Linked DNA regions of Sus scrofa: region 2 is linked to region 1. The links are chromatin contacts, called in public Hi-C maps. All regions are on one chromosome and are shown on one strand. Each heading gives the region's core, a stretch centred on a gene start, on an enhancer-like site or on the middle of the called end of the contact. The rest is flanking DNA. Distances are from core to core; before and after follow the strand shown. Region 1 holds the start of HLX (H2.0-like homeobox protein). Region 2 has its middle 43 kb from the start of HLX.

Region 1 (4,518 bases), core at 746-3,245:
AGTCCGGAGCCGCTCGGAAAGCAAAGATTAAAGGGGAAAGTCGCAGCTGTATATTTATATTTTCATTGCTAGAAGGGAATTGATTTCCGCGCATTTATTTTGGTCGTTGTAATACACAAGGGCGGATTTGCGTCACCCGAGCAACTTGTCGGTGGAGATAAAGTTGCACAAATATTGAAAGGGGAAGTGCTAGGAGTCATTATAGAGTTTTTCTCCGGAAGAAATAAGGATTTCTGCAGTATCCTAAAATACTAAGGCCACTTCTATTTTGAGACCAATCTCGCAGGCACATCCGCTCATTTAGTCCGAGTTTGAGCCCATCAAAAACAGGAGATGACCTGAACTCCAGCGAGTCCAGGGTTTCCTGCTGCTTTCTTGGTTCGGAGGAGTGGGGGTGTAAGGGGGAGGGGATTCTGAAGACTCAAAAGACGGCCAGGAGCCCGCAGAGCCCAGGCCTGGGCCGGGGTGCAGTGTGGAGAGGAGGCAGGAGGTCCTTCCCCAAATTTCCTTTTTCGCGTTTCCCTCCGGGAGCTCCGAGTGGGTCCGGGCGGGGCTGATGCCGGTGCAACGAAGCCAAGGGTCTGGGAAAGCCGAGGGACGCGCGGGACAAGTTGCCATTTAAATTGAACCTTGGGCCTAGCGGGAAAAGAGGAGCACGAGGCGGGCGAGGGGGCGGAAACGCGCCCTTGGGGCCTAGTTTTCTCCCCTCCCGCCCCGTGCTCAGGCCTTGAAATGCTGCAGATGCGGTGGTGGGCCCAGCTGGAAACCCAGAGGGCTCGCCTTCCAGCCCGATCTGCACCCTGTGCCCACCCACAGGATCGCGTCTCATTTTGGGGCCGGCTGCCTGGGGCGAGGCCTAAATGCGGCCCGTTTGGTACAGTGAATTCATGCTTAGGCCAAGGTTTGATGTTTGCAACGGAATTGGAAGTGACACCAGAAAAAGGAGGAAGAGAGGGCTTAAGGCCACCAGATCTACGCTGGCTGGCGCTAGCGACTTTCCCCCAGGGCTGCCAAGTTCTGCAGAGGCAGCGCCCTCGGACCCAAGGCTCGCTGGAATCCACAGCCTTTGCATCTATTGCCGGCGCTGGAGCTTTTGAGGGCGGGTCCAACGACTCAGAAGGCCTTATACATCCTTGTTGGCCTCATTGCCCCTGGGCGCCTCTCCCACCCCAGGTGCTAGTGCAGCAGCAGATCCATCATTTCTTTCCACCTCTGCTGACACCTCTGTCCCGGCTGCCGAGAGCTGGGCAAGAAACCCCTTTAGTAAAAGAGGTAGAGAGAGAGACAGAGGCTGGGTGGGGTGGGTGTTGGGTGGAGGGTGTGCTTGTTTTCAGTGCTGGCTGGTCAGAAGTGATTGATTCGTGATTGATACTTTCCGGGAGAAAGTCAAAAGCTTAAGATGACAGCATCTGCAACCCGAGGCTAGAAACCACTAGAAATGAACTAGCCCAAATTCTGGACTCGAGAGAGGCACAGTAAAGTCATTTGCCTTTCTGGGTTTCTCTTTGGTAAGACCTGTTAACTGAAATGAACTTTTAAAAAATGCCACAGAGGTGCGGAAGTTCTGTTAGAAGATGCTTATTAGGACAATCGAAAACAAAAGCTTTCGTGGTTTCATTATTGTTATTATTTTATTTTCTTCCTGAAAATGTGCAAGAAAAGCTCATCTGGGTGGCCTGTGGTTTGTTTGGGAGAGGGGTGGGGAAACCCGTTAGGACTATAATTTAAAAGAGAACGAATTCTTAAAATAGAGATGTTGATGCTGCAGAAAACCCCCCACTACACGCGCTCTGCGCTCTGAAGACCCCAAGTACGAGTGGAAGACCTCGGCCACCACTGCAGCTTCTCCTGCGACCAGGCCCTGTGGGGAAACAGCCACGGGATTGGGAGCAGTATTTAACCCCAAGGAAATCTGCTCTCGTGGGCACTTGCAAAACTACAGACCCCACGTGATCGGGGATGTGGCAGAGGAGGAGGTAGGGTGACATTTCCTACAAGGTACTGCAGAGGAGCGGACCGCGCGTGCCGCTCTCCCTGTTTCGGACGGCGGCCTGTTTTGTTGTCTCTTAGGCTGGGGGAAGGTTTGGCCGCGTCCGAGGGAGACGTTCGTAGACATCCATCTTATTTTGTTTGAAAAGTTACTCATTCAAATTGTCAGTGCGTGACAGCTCGGAATAAAGCTAATTTGTGGCCGCCCCTCCTCTCTTCCCAGAGGATCTCCGAGGCAGAGGAGCGGACGCGGGGCTGACTTGGGTGGGGCTGACCCAGTGCCGCAGCAATCCCGCGCGAGAGCTCAGGGCAGGGCAGCGTAGGGGCGGGAACTCATAAAAGATGGAGCCTTGTAGGGGACAATGACTCTCGGGATAAAGGCCGAGTGGAGAAAATCAGGCCCCACTTAAGTAAAGAGTTGGGAAACCTAGGGCGCCCCCAGAGTCCCAGGAGGCGGGCCTTGCACCCGCGTTAATTTAGGGGAGCACCAGCTTCCCTAGGCGAGCGCTCCAGGAGCGCTGTGACCAACTCTCCACACCTGGCGCCGGTTCGGAGCTGCCGTAGCTGAAGGTTAGAACACCCTGGAACCTCGGTCGGTCCCGGATCGTACTCTTCGGAGAAGGACGCCCGACTGGGCTCAACCCACGCGGCAGCAGCAAACAGTTTGGCGTGGCTGGGGCGTGGCCGAGGGGGCGGGCCACGCCCCCTTACCCAGTTCCCCTCCACTCCCCGCTCCCATTGGTCACCAGCATGGCCAATGAACGCCCTGATCGAGGTCCTACCCTGGGTCTGACTCGAAAGCTCCTGCCAAAACTTTGGGAGTTTTTAGAGAGGAGTTTTTTTTTTTCTTTTTTTTCCCCTCTTATTACTTTTTTTTTTTAAACTAACGGATTATTATTGTTGTTGTTTTAAATTTATTTCTCAAGCCTTAGCTGTTTGGCTGTTTCTTTCGGTGCCCGGCCCCGTCTCCCTGGCTTCCCTGGCTTCCCTGGCTTCCCTGGCGTGTGCGGAGCCGCGCACCCGCCCGCCCAGCCGCCCGAGCGCCCCTCGCTCGCCTCCAGCCCGCGGGGAGCGCGGGCGCCGAGCCGCCTTTAAAGTGAGGCCAGGGCCCGAGGCTGTGACCGGCTGGGATCCGGGCCTCGCCTCCTCCGTCGGTGGCGCTAGGGCTCCCTGGCTTCGCTTCAGTTCGGACCGAGAAGTGTAAGTGGATCGACCCCGGCTGGGCTGCCGCCCCCTCCTGGACTTAGCGCGCCCCTCTCCGCGAACCCACTCACCCACTCGGCCCCGGCAGGCCGCAGCGGCCGCTGGCCTCACCCCGCCAGGATGTTCGCCGCGGGGCTGGCTCCCTTCTACGCGCCCAACTTCAGCCTCTGGTCGGCCGCCTACTGCTCCTCCGCCGGCCCGGGCGGTTGCTCCTTCCCCCTGGACCCCGCTGCCGTCAAGAAACCCTCCTTCTGCATCGCGGACATCCTCCACGCCGGCGTTGGGGAGCCGGGGGCGGCCCCGGAGGGTCTGGCTGGGGCCTCGGCCGCCGCCCTCACCGCGCACTTGGGATCGGCTCACCCGCACGCCTCGTTCCAGGCAGCCGCCAGATCCCCGCTTCGACCCACCCCGGTGGTGGCGCCCTCCGAAGTCCCGGCTGGCTTCCCGCAGCGGCTGTCTCCACTCTCAGCCGCCTACCACCACCATCACCCACAGCAACAACAGCAGCAACAACAACCGCAGCAGCAACAGCCTCCGCCTCCTCCTCGGGCTGGCGCCTTGCAGCCCCCGGCCTCCGGGCCCCGGGTGGTCCCGAACCCCCACCATAGCGGCTCCGCCCCGGCCCCCTCCAGCAAGGACCTCAAATTTGGAATTGACCGCATTTTGTCGGCAGAATTTGACCCCAAAGTCAAGGAAGGCAACACACTGAGAGGTAGGTCTTGGGCGAGAGGCTGTAGGCCTCTGACCAGGGCACTGACGCACTCCCGGATCCCTGAGCCATTTGGGTTGCCTTCGAGTGTTTTTTACAACTAAGGGCAAATCGGTAAAACGAAGGAGAAGGAATGAATTGTACGGCGACTCTAAAATGTTAGGTTTAAAACTCACCTGCTGTACATAAATTTTTTTAAAAAAAGAATTGGGATGCTTTAAAAACACACATCACAGATCAAAATGGTTGGTGTAAATATTTGCCAAAATGCCTCTCATCTGCCTATCTTTTAAAACACCTATCTAGAGAGAGAACTGTATTATCTGACAGGGAACGCGTTCCCTCTCCTGATCTGCCTTCGAGTGAAATTCCACCCAAGGAAAACGGGTGACCGGTACTGACTCTAAACTCCCAGTTGGAGTGAGCAGAGGGCCGGCTCCTTGGGGGGATGGTTGAGATTTGTGGGATTCTTGGAGAGCGCCTGAACCTGAGCTCATTTTGGCCTCCTAGCAGTACTTGTGGATGTGGCCCTGTGGGACACACAGAGAAACTGTCCCCAGAGAGAGAGTTGGGGTCTCTTAGGACTTTACCAGAGTTAACCAAATCCAGGGGAGGGG
Region 2 (4,518 bases), core at 1,469-3,968, 43 kb after region 1:
ATTTCGTATGAGCATCTCTAGGTCCTTACATTTGATTTTTGATTCCTTTTTTCCGGGGCCTGGGATTTGTCTAAGTCAGGCCAGAGAGACCACCAAGTGTTTTCATTAACCAGAGACCTAATTGTGGCCATTTATTATGGCTGCTTATCTGATAGTAGCTTCATTATCTGTGATAGTTTTACAGGGACAAAATCCACCAGGCACCCAGTGGAGTATATAAACACGTTACCTTGTGACAGGGTGTCTGTTACTCACTGTCAACACTCACGGGCCCTAGTCACATATCTGCAGCTTATATGAAGTAACGATGAGTTTAATAAGCTCCAGTGAAAAGCTGCAATGTAAACATCGCATCAGGAGTGTTTGCCTTGTCAGGCCTCTTAAACAAATGAAGGTGATGGAGGAGTACAAACAGAACGGTGTTGGAGCCGAGCGAGATGACATGGGGTGGCTGAGGGACATTCCAGTTCTGCTCCACTGCAGGCAGATTATCATTGCAGGCAGCGCGTGTGTACTTATAATGGATTAGAAGGGAGGCCCCCAGAAATCCCCTGCAGTTGAAAGCTCACCCTGCATTTCGATCTGGGGACTACAGTGAATTCACTGTCCATTTGGGAGCAAATATCTGCTGGAGATGGGGACCAGTTTCTCAGGATTATTATCTTCAGAAAATATGGCACAGATGAACCTATCTGCAAAACAGAAGCAGACTCATGGACACAGAGAACAGACTTGTTGCCAAGGGGGAGCAGGAGGGAGTGGGATGGAAGAGGAGTTTGCTTTTGGTAGATGCAAACTATTATATCTCGTTTTTTTGTTTGTTTGGTTTTTGGTTTTTTAGGGCTCCACCCGAGGCATATGGAAATTTCCAGGCTAGGGGTCGAATTGGAGCTGCACTGCCAGCCTCCACCACAGCCATAGCAATGCCAGATCCGAGCCTACACCACAGATCTGCCACCTATACCACAGCTCAGGGCAACGCCAGATCCTTAGCCCATTGGGCAAGGCCAGTGATAGAACCCGCATCCTCATGGATTCTAGTTGGGTTTGTCACCGCTGAGCCACAAAGGGAACTCCAGAGCTGCTTACATTTTAAAGTCAAAGAGAAAAAAACATACTTTAGTCCAAGAAGAATGAAATGAATCCCTTACTAGCAGGAATCATGGAAGATGTGGGGGAAGCCAGAGGAGAGGGACCCTGAGACCACCGACCTTCCTTTAGGCCTTCTGGACCACAGCCCCTCTCCTCACAGGTGCATGGAAAGTTCTGACTCTTTGCACATGAGAACCTAAGCTAAGGTCGTAAGGGGATGCTGAGAGCCATGTCTTTTTTTTTTTTTTTGGTCTTTTTGCCTGTTCTAGGGCCTCAGTCACGGCAAATGGAGGTTCCCAGGCTAGGGGTCAATTGCAGCTGTAGCTGCCAGCCGACGCCAGAGCCACAGCAATGTGGGATCCAAGCCGCATCTGCAACCTACACCACAGCTCACAGCAATGCCAGATCCTTAACCCACTGAGCAAGGCTAGGGATTGAACCCGCAGCCTCATGGTTCCTAGTTGGATTCATTAACCACTGTGCCACGGCGGGAACTCCATGAGAGCCATGTCTTCATGTGCTGGCCTGGGTGAGGTGAGGGAGGTGGAAAGTAACTCCGAATATCCTGACTTGTGCTGCCCACATCTTTTGCCCTCTGTGAATACCTTGCTTTGTGGTTTTATTCCAGTGGGGCCGAACTGAGCCCTACTTCCCATTATACCCGAATGTTCTGACAAAACGGGCATGTCCATGTAATGCTACCTAACACAGCGCCATTCAAAAACAAGTGACTTCTGAGATATTTTCTTTTAAAATATAATTTATTTGTATTTGGGTATAGCTGATTTACAGGGTTGAGTCAATTTCTGCTGTACAGCACGGTGACCCAGTCATACACATATATACCTTCTTGTTCTTATGTTAGCTTCCATCATGGTCTATCCCAAGAGATTGGAGAGAGCTCCCTGTGCAGTACAGCAGGACCTCATTGCTTATCCAGTCTAAATGTCATAGTTGGAGTACCTGCTGTGGCTCCGAGGTAATGCATCTGACTAGTACCCATGAGGATGCAGGTTCGATCCCCGGCCTCTGGGGATTCTGGACACTACTCTTTTTCTTTAAGAGGACACAGCTCCATAGACAGGGGCCCTTGGGGGCGGGGTGGGGTGGGGGGAGCTTTCTCTCTCCATCTGTTTCCCCTCCCTCCCTCCCTCCTCCACGTCTCCACTCCATTCGGCTACATTCAACCACTACAGGTCCAGCAGCTAGGAGAGGATGTGCCAGGGACATGGTGAGGCTTTGATGTATGGGTTCCACGCCATGCTTCTAGAATGGCAAAGGAAAAAATATGTGCTCAGGCTCTTCCCCAACACATGCTAAGTTACCCATACTTCCTAGCAGGAAGCCCAGGCCGATGCCGTGGTTTAAAACTCAGGAAGGACATCTGTGATGAGAGAGCTCACAAGAGCAGATGTGTTTTTTTGTTTTGTTTTGTTTTTTTCTTTTTCTTTTTTGAGTTGCTGGGAGACTCAGTTGATTATGTGGGAAAAAACCTCAGCACACATTTGTCTATGCAGAAATAGTAATACTCATGATTTAATTCATGACAGTGAGTCTATACCGTGCTCTGCCACCCGAATACATAGTGGAGCTTGACGTTTTCTTGAGATTCCTTGCCTCTTCTCAGGCCCTCCGTTCACCTCACGCGTAGTCCGGGAACAGTCAGGGTGACAGCTGAGAAGCTGAATCATGAGACAAGTGTCAAAATCCCCCTCGTTTCATTTTTTTTTTTTCTTGATGGTAAAGAAATCAAAGAGGGCACTAACTGTCTTCTGTTTCCTCCTAAATGTCAGGTCAGGGTCCAAGTGACTTATTTTTAAACAGTGCGCACTGCTGAGCTGTCTCCAGAGAATGAGAGTTTTCACTGGAATTCTCAGGAGCGGGGCTGCGGGCAGCTGGAGGCACAGAGGAAAACTTGGTGTCCTTGGCAGCTGAGCCACCTTACCAATTTAGATTTTGGAGCCTGTGGAGCAATTAGCAGATCCCCATGCCATGTGCAGGCATCGATTGACTGGCTTGGCCACCTGCTGCTAGGGGTTGGCTTTATTTAACAAGTGGCCGATGAAAGGAGAAGGTCAGGTAGCAGGGAAGTCCATTACTTACGGAGTGTCTCCAGCACGCCAGCCCTGCAGCTTAACTTTGGGTGAGCTCTGCACCAAGGCTTAGTGTAATTACAGCATTTAGAGCAACACGGGCGCTCTGAACTTGCTCATTGTCATCGGAGAAACACAGGCTCAAGAAATACCCTGTCCAAGGCTATATGGCTAAGAAGTAAGAACGTTAGGCTGAGTGCCCTAGTCTGCATTTTTTCTACTCTGCCAAATTGCCACTGTAACTAAGATGAATAGTATGTCCTTTGTGGGGTTCCAAATTCATGGAAGTTCTTTTCTTATTCTTCAAACTTGGCAGACCTGATGGAGACAGGACACACTTGTATCAGAACATTTATAGACACGAGACAAAGTTGCCAAGAAGCAGAGTATAAGCACACAAGTACTGGCAAAAGAGACATGGAGAAGCGCATTAATAAAAACTCCTGGAAACCTAGGATGATACACTCTTGGGGTCTTGGGGACTAAAGGTGATGGGGTCACACACACTAGGTGTAAATTCCATGAGGGCAGGGACTTAGCTTTACTCACTGTGGTAAATGCTTCCAGATACATAGCAGATGTTCAAAAGCTAATTATGAAATGAATGAAGGGATGAGTGTCATATGGATATATGGAGACCTCCTGGCTTATTCTCCAGTCGCCTCCATAGCGTTTCATTTGCATGAGTACCACTTACTACCGTGTCCTAAACTAGTGCTCAGCCTTTCCGTGGTTGTGGTCCATCCATTTTGAAAGACTAGACTATTTGGCTGCACAATTGCGGGGATTAAATGTTTTAATGCCACATCTAATAAGCTAATAATAATTAATACACAACTATTATTATAGGATAATAAAAACTCACAGTGTTTGAATAAACATCCACAGTTTCTGCACAAGTCACTTATTTGCTAGGCAGACATTCTTGGTTATACACTTTTCTTTTTCTTTCTTTTTTTTTTTTGAGTTTTTAGTAGACATTATATTTTGCGGGTTTTTTTTTTTTGAAATAATAGGTTTTCCAGAATTTCTTACTTTTTTCGAGGTATTGTTGACTTGCGATATTACATCAGTTTCAGGTATGCAACATACTGAGTCAAAATTTTATAGATTATGCTCCAGTTATAATTATTATAAAATACTGGTTTTAGTCCCTGTGCTGTACAACATATCTTTGTAACTTGTTTATTTTTTATTAGTAGTTTGTACCTCTTTTTTAAGTTTTTAAAAAATTTTTTAGTTTGGTTACACACTTTTCTAATGCAGCTCATGTTCCATCACAGAGGCTAGAATTGTCAGACACTGGCTTTCTCAACCTCTACTGCAGCTGGGG

Evidence for each region. Hi-C and Micro-C count contacts between places; a contact is called where the count stands out from the background.
Region 2: a contact with region 1 is called in a Hi-C map of skeletal muscle, with 2.5 times the contacts expected there. The contact joins the enhancer-like site here to the promoter of HLX in region 1. A contact is called at or near these places in 1 of 5 promoter capture datasets (liver) and 3 of 47 Hi-C or Micro-C datasets (embryonic fibroblasts, liver and skeletal muscle).

Annotation. Positions count from the first base shown.
Region 1 is chr10:10,261,446-10,265,963 of Sscrofa11.1, forward strand. It overlaps HLX (H2.0-like homeobox protein), which reads left to right and starts at 1,996. Exons shown (of 4, transcript XM_021064336.1): 1 at 1,996-3,904. The coding sequence starts at 3,313. It overlaps MARC1 (mitochondrial amidoxime-reducing component 1), which reads left to right. Exons shown (of 9, transcript XR_002336192.1): 9 at 2,916-3,022.
Region 2 is chr10:10,303,698-10,308,215 of Sscrofa11.1, forward strand. No RefSeq gene overlaps it. Among named protein-coding and RNA genes, the nearest start is that of HLX, 43 kb to the left of the region's middle. Within about 2 kb of position 2,719, at least 1 of the 83 cell types and tissues checked has an H3K27ac peak or open chromatin away from gene starts, as enhancers often do. A contact at or near this core is called in skeletal muscle, where this site is marked.